2 separate regions of the Mus musculus genome follow, and region 1 is linked to region 2. Evidence: chromatin contacts called from public HiChIP or PLAC-seq data. All regions are on one chromosome and are shown on one strand. The core of a region is the stretch at or near the end of the contact, and the rest is flanking DNA. Distances in the headings are between cores, read along the strand shown. Region 1 holds the start of Dlgap2 (DLG associated protein 2). Region 2 holds the start of 1700029H14Rik (RIKEN cDNA 1700029H14 gene).

What was found. HiChIP or PLAC-seq counts read pairs in DNA pulled down with a chosen protein or histone mark.
Region 1: an H3K27ac HiChIP or PLAC-seq map of embryonic stem cells shows a contact between it and region 2, with 2.9 times the contacts expected there. The contact joins the promoter of Dlgap2 here to the promoter of 1700029H14Rik in region 2. A contact is called at or near these places in 11 of 39 promoter capture datasets (the 3T3-L1 cell line, the HPC-7 cell line, cranial neural crest and 6 more), 1 of 484 Hi-C or Micro-C datasets (the HPC-7 cell line) and 2 of 115 datasets of contacts at active chromatin or transcription factors (embryonic stem cells and pancreatic cancer cells).

What each region holds. Positions count from the first base shown.
Region 1 is chr8:14,093,487-14,098,060 of GRCm38.p6, forward strand. It overlaps Dlgap2 (DLG associated protein 2), which reads left to right and starts at 2,389. Exons shown (of 16, transcript NM_172910.3): 1 at 2,389-2,655.
Region 2 is chr8:13,560,610-13,565,195 of GRCm38.p6, forward strand. It overlaps 1700029H14Rik (RIKEN cDNA 1700029H14 gene), which reads right to left and starts at 1,852. Exons shown (of 9, transcript NM_025601.3): 1 at 1,550-1,852. The coding sequence starts at 1,739.

The DNA.
Region 1 (4,574 bases), core at 1,139-3,638, 530 kb after region 2:
AGGATTGCTGGTTTAGACAATGCCAGCCAATCAGGAACTGCAGTTTAGAAGAGATGCTTTCTTGGGACCAATGGGGTGTGAGTGGAGGGTATTAAAGGAGCTTGCAGCAGTGTTCAGATGTGTTGCTGCTGCGCCATAGACTCTGCACAACCTCACCTCCAACCCCCATGGGTAGGGTCAGGCATCGAGCACTTCCTAATTTCATTAGTCATTTAGAAGAAAAGATAAGTCTTTCCTTGTCTCTGGGTCTTTGGGTCTGTTCTTCCCACTGCTGGAACGGTCTCTTACCTCATTCTTTTCTGTCCCAAATCCCAAGCTTCCTGGGAGCTTGGGCAGAAGTCAACTTCTGGATTTACCTCATTCAACTCAAACTCTACAATAGCTTTCTTTGATATTATTCAAGTTGCTCAGTAGGGGGAGTCGAGGGGGGAGAGAGGATGGAAGAAATTGTGGAGTGTATCTCAGACTATTCCACTAAGAATCTTCAATAGGATCGAGTCCTTGTTGCCTGAAAGATCGCCTTGGTGACACATCCTTCATTATCCCTTTTTTCCCTTTCCCACTCTTTATTCCTGTTTAGTTTCCAGAGATAATAAGTTTTTCAAATAACTCACTGGAATCCATGTCTCGGGACCCGCTGTGTGCCAAACCTAGAGGAAGACTGTATGTAATGACACCACACAGTATTCCCCTAGGGTCACAAATAATTCCCTGTCCTTTTCCTTTTCCAATAACACTGTATATTTCCTTCATAGGAGCAAGTGCCATTCATGCTCACATGTTACTCCTATAACGTCAAATGGCTTCATCCCAACACTGGATGCGTGCCCAGGGACAGTCTTTCTTTCTGTTTTGGTACAAGTCCACGACCCAAAAGAGCTCACAGCAAGCACCACTGTGCTCCTTTCGTTTGCCTGAGATGGAAGACCGGAAGATGGGGGCACCGTGGAGAGGAGGAGAAAAGTGGATATTAGAATCTTCAACTTGATGTGCAGTCTAGATTTTTTATTCGAGGTCTGGAAACCCACCTTCCTTCCTTCCTTCCTTCCTTCCTTCCTTCCTTCCTTCCTTCCTTCCTTCCTCTCTCTCTCTCTCTCTCTCTCTCTCTCTCTCTCTCTCTCTCTCTCTTTCGATAGTGGAATCCAAATGGAGTGTGCTACAAACACTAGAAAAAAGTCACATCAGATACCTTTGATCCATTTGTGTATCTTTCACACACCTTAGTATTTTGCTCTGAAAGTGCACTGCAGTTGATTGATCATAGGAAAAAACATCTTATGGAGGCTGTTTTTATGGAAAAGATCTTGGGATTTAGGGAAATACAGGGCTGTTCACCTGTCTCTCCTCTATTCGACACCCATTCACCTTTCTGTAAATAGTCACCTTATTGATTAAGTTTTGGTCACATTTAAACTTCTTGACAACGGAGACGAAAGCCCCCTATTATATTTACACGGAGCCTAGAGACCGGCCCAAGGTTAAGCAGGTGTAGTGAGTATCCCCAGAGCCCGGTGCCAAACTATGTCTTTAGTTGTCAGCACCTTTTACTCTAGGCCACAGAAACTTTTCTTGACTGTTCAGTGGATCTAAAAAGGGTATCCCCACGAATCTAATTAGGTTTCATCAAAATATGGCTAATTTTGCTGAATTTGCCAGACTGTTTTTTGTTGTGTTTCTGATTTCGCTGAGGAAAAAAAAAAAGATAGTTTTTTTTCTTTGCTTCCGAGTGCAGCAGCAAACAAGGGCCGACACCATCTCAGCCCTCTATCTGGACCAGGTTTATGACTAAAGATTGCTGTTCAAGGTGCTGGGGATTCCTGTGAGCCCAGAAGCAGCAGTTTACCAGAGCTGGGAGGTAACAGGTGGAAACAGTGGTCTTATTTCACAGCACCCAGAGCAGCACTGTGCTCTCTTAGTGGCCAGTGCTGAGAGCTCCTATCTTCCATCGCTCCCTCTCTATGACCTGGGAGCCCAATAGGCTTTCACCGTGCAGAGTTCAGGGTGCCGATGCGTCTGCAGATCCCACATCTCGGTTCACATTGAGCTGGCCCTTCCCAGGCGCATTGGCTTGCTTGTGGGTTCCCACGCTGACCTACAAACACACGGAGCACACGCGGTGTGGGACCTCTCCGCTCCCCCTCCGGGAACCATCACTGTCCTGGAGTGACCCAACGCTCTGCGCGCAACAGTTGGGATCCGCTGTGCGCGGGCTCCCGGGCCGTGAGCGCCATGCGACCTCTGGGCCAGGCTTGCCATTGGCAGCGGCACCGCGGCCTGAGCGCTCCCCCTAGGCGCGTGGCGCTGGGCCCTTCCTCAGATGGAGCCACGCACCGGCCGCCCCCCAGTGCGCCGGTGCCTCCCCGGGCGCCGAGTGCGCAGGCGCCGGCCGTGAGGACCGACCGTGCGCCGGGCTCGAACGGGGTCGGAGCGCGCGGCGGCGGTGGTGGCGCTGGCGGTGGCGGTGGTGGAGGCGATAAGCGGTAGCGGCAGCGGGGGACAGACAGACTGCGGATCGACGCACGGACCCAAGGATTCTCGAGCTTGGGAGCTGGCGGCAGTGCTGTGCGCACCGCCTGGCCTGAGGGGTGGCCACCTTGCCATGTCGCTCTGCACCCACTGAACTAGGAAAGCCCAAGGATGTCTGCTCTGAGGAAGGTGCGAGACGCGCGGGGCCGCGGGGACCGGGATGCGGGGACCTGGGCGCTAAGTGGCGAGTGCCGTCGGGGCAGGGAGGGGGCGGTGCTGCGAGCCGGACCGGCGAGGGCCCTGCCTGAGTGGCTGCGTTGGGGATAAGAGGCTCCCGGGGACCCGATCCGGGAGCGTGAGAATAACCCCAGGGACGGCTGGTGCTCCGGGGTCCGCCGCTGGGGTCCTTCCGGGCTGCAGCGCCCCGCGGCAGGATTGCTGGCACACGGGCTCCCTGGGTGCAGGAGCGAGGCGGAGGTGTGAAATTCCCCGCTCCGCGAGGCCGGGTAAGGGGGTGCAGCCCGGGGCCCCGGCCAGAGAGGGACTCTGGTGGGGCAGTGGGGTGCGACCTGGGTTTCCCCTCCCCCAAGCCCGGGTGGACACCCGGACCTAGACTGGGAATGAATGAAAGGTGCTTGGAGCTGGTGGTACGGGCACTGGGGTCGCGGAGGCGGGGAGGGGCCACTTGTGCCCTTTGCAACAGCCTTCGCGCCCGGCAGGGCCTGGGCCTCGGGCTTGGGAGGGGGTGGCCGCTGCTGGGCTCTCCAAGTGCGAGCCGGGAGCACGGGGGCTTTTTTAGGGGTGGTTGCTAAGCGAAGCGCTACCCAGCGCAGGGTTTTGTAACTAAGCCTCCCCCGGCAGCTGCTGTTGCTGTTCTCGGGCTCTTTCCCTAACGATCGCAGAAGAAATAATGAGGATGTAATTATTACAGCCCTGCGCGGCGAAGGGCTGGGGGGCGGCAGGCACCGGCTCCTCTGCTTGACGCTGGCCAGGTGGGGCCGGGCGGGGCAGGGGATTTCTCTCCCATCCTCCTGGAGCGGCTGGGTGGCGGGAGATGCTCGCTGGGACCCGAGGCAGGGGCCGGGGCTGTATACCGAGTTAGAAGAGATGGGGAAGGGCAGCAGGCAGTGCCTAGGCGGGCGTAGAGTGTCGCAGGTGAAAGGGAACCGGGAGCGCCGCGGCTGCTTAGCCGTTTCTCACCCGAAACTCAAAACACTTCGGGAATGTGGTGCCAGCCGCCCGCATGTCGCTTCCTTCTTTTCAAATGGATGTGGATTCCGGCCCGGGTCGAAATCCAAATGCGTGACTGACTGATCAGCCTTAGCCGGCTTGTATCGATGAAGAGTATAAAGTAACGGGCAGCGAATTCGCCCTCGCTCTTGATGAACTCTGCCAGTCCGAGCTGTGGGCGTTTCAGGGCTGGAGATTAAAGCGTACCAGTTTTTCCTGGCGTCTAATACTTGGAGGCGGGAGGGAGCTGTCTGGACTCGGAGCCTTGGGATTGCTGTTAGTGGCCAGGTGGGTACATCAGCCTACAACCTTGAGATCTGACCGTTACCTTGGATCCCAGTCACCTGTGTTTTGCAGAAGGCTTTTATTGTACAGTCCACAAACTAATTGCATTTGTATTGAGAAAACAACCCGGAGTCACAGAATAGCCCAAAGTAACCCAGGACCGCTTCAGAGTTGTGTACAAATCTGAAGCTGACTTACTTAATCCAACCTCCCCAATAGTATATAGACTTTAAGTGCACTATAGCGTGATTTTCATCTTCATATTCCCTGTGGAAGGTGCTACATAGCCAAGGCCAAGAAAAATTTGGTGATATGATGAAAAATAATAAAATTTGGCAGGTCAGGTTGTTACTCTGGTGTTTTAAAAATGCCGTTTAATGCCATTAATCAGGATTCTCCAGTAGCCAAATTGTCTTGTGCAGGCAGTAGGGTGACTCACACAGATTTGGCTTCCATGGTAATTGTAGATTGTGCATACGACTTCCTTTTAGATGGTGTGACTTTTTTCATTACTTAGAAGGGAACAAATTAGAATATTTTCCGCCCCACATCTGGCTGCCTGGCTGGCAGGCCTCAGGGAGCCCGCTGCTCGA
Region 2 (4,586 bases), core at 602-3,101:
AGGAACATCCTGACCCCCATGCCTCACAGCGCTGAGGCCCATCATTGGGGTGATCTTGATTATCCTCTATCCTATCAGGCAGGAGGTACCTTGAATGTGCTCAAGGCTGAGGGGACCCTAACAAGCTGACATGAATTCCCTAGCTTCAGAGCAATAACTGTAGGGAGCTGTGCCAGGTGATCCTGGTTTTGGGGGGTGGGGGCAGGGAGGGCGCTAGTTGGCTGTGAGCTCTTCCAACTTGGCGTACTCCTTCTGCATGTAACTTCCTCCCCCAAACTTCCAGGGACCTGGCAGTTCAGCATAGTGTTCAATGGGAAGAGTTGTGCACAGATAACGTCTTTGAGGCTATATTCTGGGCTCTCCCCCAGAGTTGCCGTCTGGGCCAGACCTCAGCTGGAATTACCTGTTCCCCACAGTGGCTTTGTGACTCAGACAGAAATTCCAAAGTGCTAGAGAAGAGTTCTTATAGATCAAGCCCAGAGCGTGAGTTGGAGGGCTCCCTTACAGAGCTGGCTGGCCCTTTCCTGGGGGTTAACTTGCAGGCTAGTTGAGGGAAGTACAGGACAAACTTCCTCACCAGTTGATCCTCTTAGTCTTTCCATCCATTTCAAACCTCACCCCAATCTCCCATGCCTTCTCTCATAGAGATGCCGGCTGCTTAGCCACCTGCCTCCTTTCCAGAAAGGAGCCTGTCCCTTCTTGTACTTAGCACACCTGGCCTTGGTCTGTACCCTGTGTCCCTTTCTCAGGAGATCCCGTGCTTGTCTCTGCATTGTCTGAAGTGCTGTACTCAGAGTTGTTGACATCTGTGGATGTCCCAACAGTGAGAAGCAGAAGGCTGAGGCCTTCTGGCCAGGGCTGAGGGATGTTACACAGCTCTGCACTGTAATTCAGACCTTGGCAGTTCTCACATGCCCCAGGGAGAAAAAAGGGTAGGTTTCAGTTCAATCCCAGCCTCAGATAACAGTCTAGAGGGTCAAATAATGAAGGTGCCTGATAGGAGGTCTGCTGGTGACTTATTTTCAGAAGATTTAAAAATGGACGGGGAGGGTTGGAGAAACGGTGCTCAATGTAATTCCAAAGGTCTCAATTTTGATTTCCAAAACGCACATGGGACTCAAGTCTAATTCCAATGCCAGGGGATCCAAGGCCCTCTTTTGGTCTCTGCAGCACTGCATGTCCATAGTGTACATACACACGTGCAGGCAAAACACCCATATGTAAGATAAAAGGACTGGAAGCTCCCCACACTCCCAGAAACATGTACACATGTGACTGTGTTCCAGAAGACGCTAACTATTAGGAGACTCTTCCAGCCCTGATCTTTCTTATTAAGAAAAGCCCCAAGCAAAGAGCGGTCAAAAGAAAGGCAGGGTTTCCATTGCTTGGTGCAGTTCTGGAGTTGGAAACCAGCTACCTTCTCCTAATGGCAATGTGTCTTGCATGATACACCTACTGCCCATGTCCAGATGTCCACAAACTGTACTTTCTTAAGGCTGGGCCAGGTCTGCCTGCCCTCCCAGTCCTCCAGGAGGGAGCCACCCCTTACCTAGCTCCTTGCGTAGCAGCTTCCTGATGCAGACTGGTGGATCCCCCTTCTGGTGCAAGCCACCCACACTCCTGCTCCTCTGGAGTTCCGCCCCGTCACTGGCGGCCTTGAGGTATGCAGGGGTTATTCCTGAGGGCAGGGCGCCAGGCCCAGGCCGGTGCTTCCTGTGCGCGGCGGGGTCCTTCTCCATCCTGACCCAGAGGGAAGGAGGGCGTCACCAGCACAGCCTCAGACCAAAGGCATCTCTGCCAGCCTCTCCCTGCCTCTCTGCCAGCAAAGTGGTCCAGCGCGATCTCACTCACTGTTGCTATGACGCTGCTGTGACATCACAAGATAGAGCTGGATGGTTGTTGAGGGCTGTCCCAGAGGTCATGCTGGCTCTAGGTTTTTTGGTTTGGTTTTTTTTTTTTTTTTTTTTTTTTTTTTTGAGTTTGGCAGTTTGCTATCTGCCACTTTCCTGTACTTCGGTATTCTTTAACAGCGAGGGGCTTCTAGATGGCAGTGTCTCACAAATGTGTGCTCCTGAAGCCAGTGCTCTCTCCCATTTGAGAATCTTCCTGTTTCTATGGGCGTGAGGATGGCAGGAAGCAGAGTCAGGAAAATAAATGGCCCTGGGGCAGTGTGATCTGGTTTACATTCAGGCCCGTGGGTCAAAACTTACCACTGAGAGCAGGGCTTGGTGGGAGACATTTTGATGACTTACACAGACAGAGAAACCTGCCCACACAGGACCTCGACCTCAGTTGGGAACATGTCTCCCAGCTGAAGGCTAGAAATCAAGGAGGGGCAGGGATGTCTCCCCTGCAGCCTCTCCCAGGGTCTACAGATGTCATCTTCATGGACTATCCCCCCAATCTGTTTCTTCAGCTCCTCTATGACAGCAAACACAGTGGATTGGGGCTCCCCCCTGGTGCCAACATAGCATACAACTCTCCCCTGAGGGGATAGACATTTGCTTTACAGCTAAATACAAGTGACCACTGCCTCAGAGCACATTCAAACGAACACAAACTCAGTGTTCCAACCTACTAACCGTTGGACAAATTTTTTTCTTTTAAATTATGAGTATGTGTATGTCTGCGTGTGGATATGTGTTATGTGGATACGTGTTAGGGATTGGTCTGGTGCTGCTGTGTATTCAAATGCTAAATACTGGCTCCCAAGACCTGGTTGTGCCCAGTGAGCAGATCCTTATGTATACCAGTGATGCTATGAAAACCTTGCTCCCCAATTTAAAACCACTGGCTAAATAAAGGTGGCTATAGCCAGTTACTGGGGAGAATATGAAAGATGCGGTTTCAGACACTGGGCTGGGGGTTGCAGGTGGGGACCACGAGGAGGAGAAAGAGGGTGGATGAAGAGGGAACCGGAGACTCCCATTACATGTGATGGAGCAGGATCAGGTGCCCAAATGAAACGCACCCCCACCCCACCCCCAACCCCAGGTCAGACTTCTGGACCAGAAGTAACTGAGGTGGGATTCGAACAGCCAATTTTTGCTTTGGAGGAGAGCAGCTGAGAACAATACAGGCAGCCACGTGAAGTTAGAAAGGATTGCTGCATTAGATTAGCAGATAAAAATAAAAATAACTCCATGCAGAAAAAAGAAGGTATGTTATGTTGGGAGATTTTACATTTGTTCCATAGGAAAAGAAAAGCTATGGAGTCCTTCCAAATTGTTAAAGATCAATAAAGATCAGATACGACTGGAGAAGAGTCAAACCGCAAGTATTGGGGGAGTGCAGCTGGGAAATTAAGTATAATAATCTATAGAAATATAGATTAGGGGTAATTCCCCAATAATTGTACAAGACAGAATGAAATAATCCATAGGACTCTGCCTCGGTTATTGGGGGGGGGACTGGCTGTGTCATATTAATAACTATAGTTTCTTAAACTCGATTCTAGTTATGCGCGCATGTGAGTGCAGGTGCTGGCGTGGCCCAGAAGAGGGTGCTGGATCTCCCGGATGTGCAGACAGTCACGAGGCATCCGATTTGAGCGTGGGGAACTAAACTCTAATAGCAAGATGTGCTCTTAGCACTGAAGTATCTCCAGCCCATGAAGTTTTTATATTAGCAGGACAAAGGAAGTCAGGAACAAAAGCACTTTTCAAATACACTGTTGGACATTGTAAAAAGATGTCTACAGAAAGGCAGAGAATCTCGGCTCTGGGCTGCAGATGCTGTCCCAAGGCATTCGTAGCCCTTTGGTTGGGTGAAACTAGAGTTTTGTTAATACATTCCAAAAGGTTGCTCCAGTTAGCCACAGGCTGTGAGGTTGGCAAGGAATGGCTATTAAGGTGGCTAAAGAGAGCTCAAGAGGAATTGTAATCAGGCTCCAGACCTGCAACATTCTAACCCCTCCATAATCACTGATGTTTTTATTAGTTATAGCCTGGGAAGGCTCAGAGCAAGGTGTTGGTCCATCCAGGGCCCCCTGTTTATAGTTCTCTCTATTGGCCAAGTATCACATATCGTTTATTAAGTATTATGAATGTCCGGTGGCTACAGGGAAGACTTCCTAGGGCCTGATGTGGGGATGGCTTGAGCAGTTGGTAAAGCTGTTAAGGAAGAAACTCCTGGATCATATTATTAAAATCTACTAGCCATCATGACTAAGATCTGATGCTTTCTTTAAAAGAATCGTCTGTATTTGACATAATGGGACATCTAATAATAGCATATCTAAAATGAAAATAACCCAGAACATTATCTCAGAGTGAAGGTACCACTGAGGAAAATGGGCCCTTTAAACAAACAATTTCCTAGATTGACTCTATGTTTCTCCTACAGCTATTTATACTCTATGGACTCTTTTTTTTTTGTACTTGGAATATTTAGATTATTATCTCATAATTTTAGTTTTTCTTCCAGCCAGACTTACAGCGCTAATCTGCTGTGTGGCATGGTCAGCTCTAATTCTTAAGAAAAACTAGTCTCTCACCAGGTCCTCTGGGTATCTATTAGCTTTCAGTTTAGTGTTTTTATGGGCCTCTTGAACATATGAATGAGAGGGTCTGTGACTCTTTTCTCTT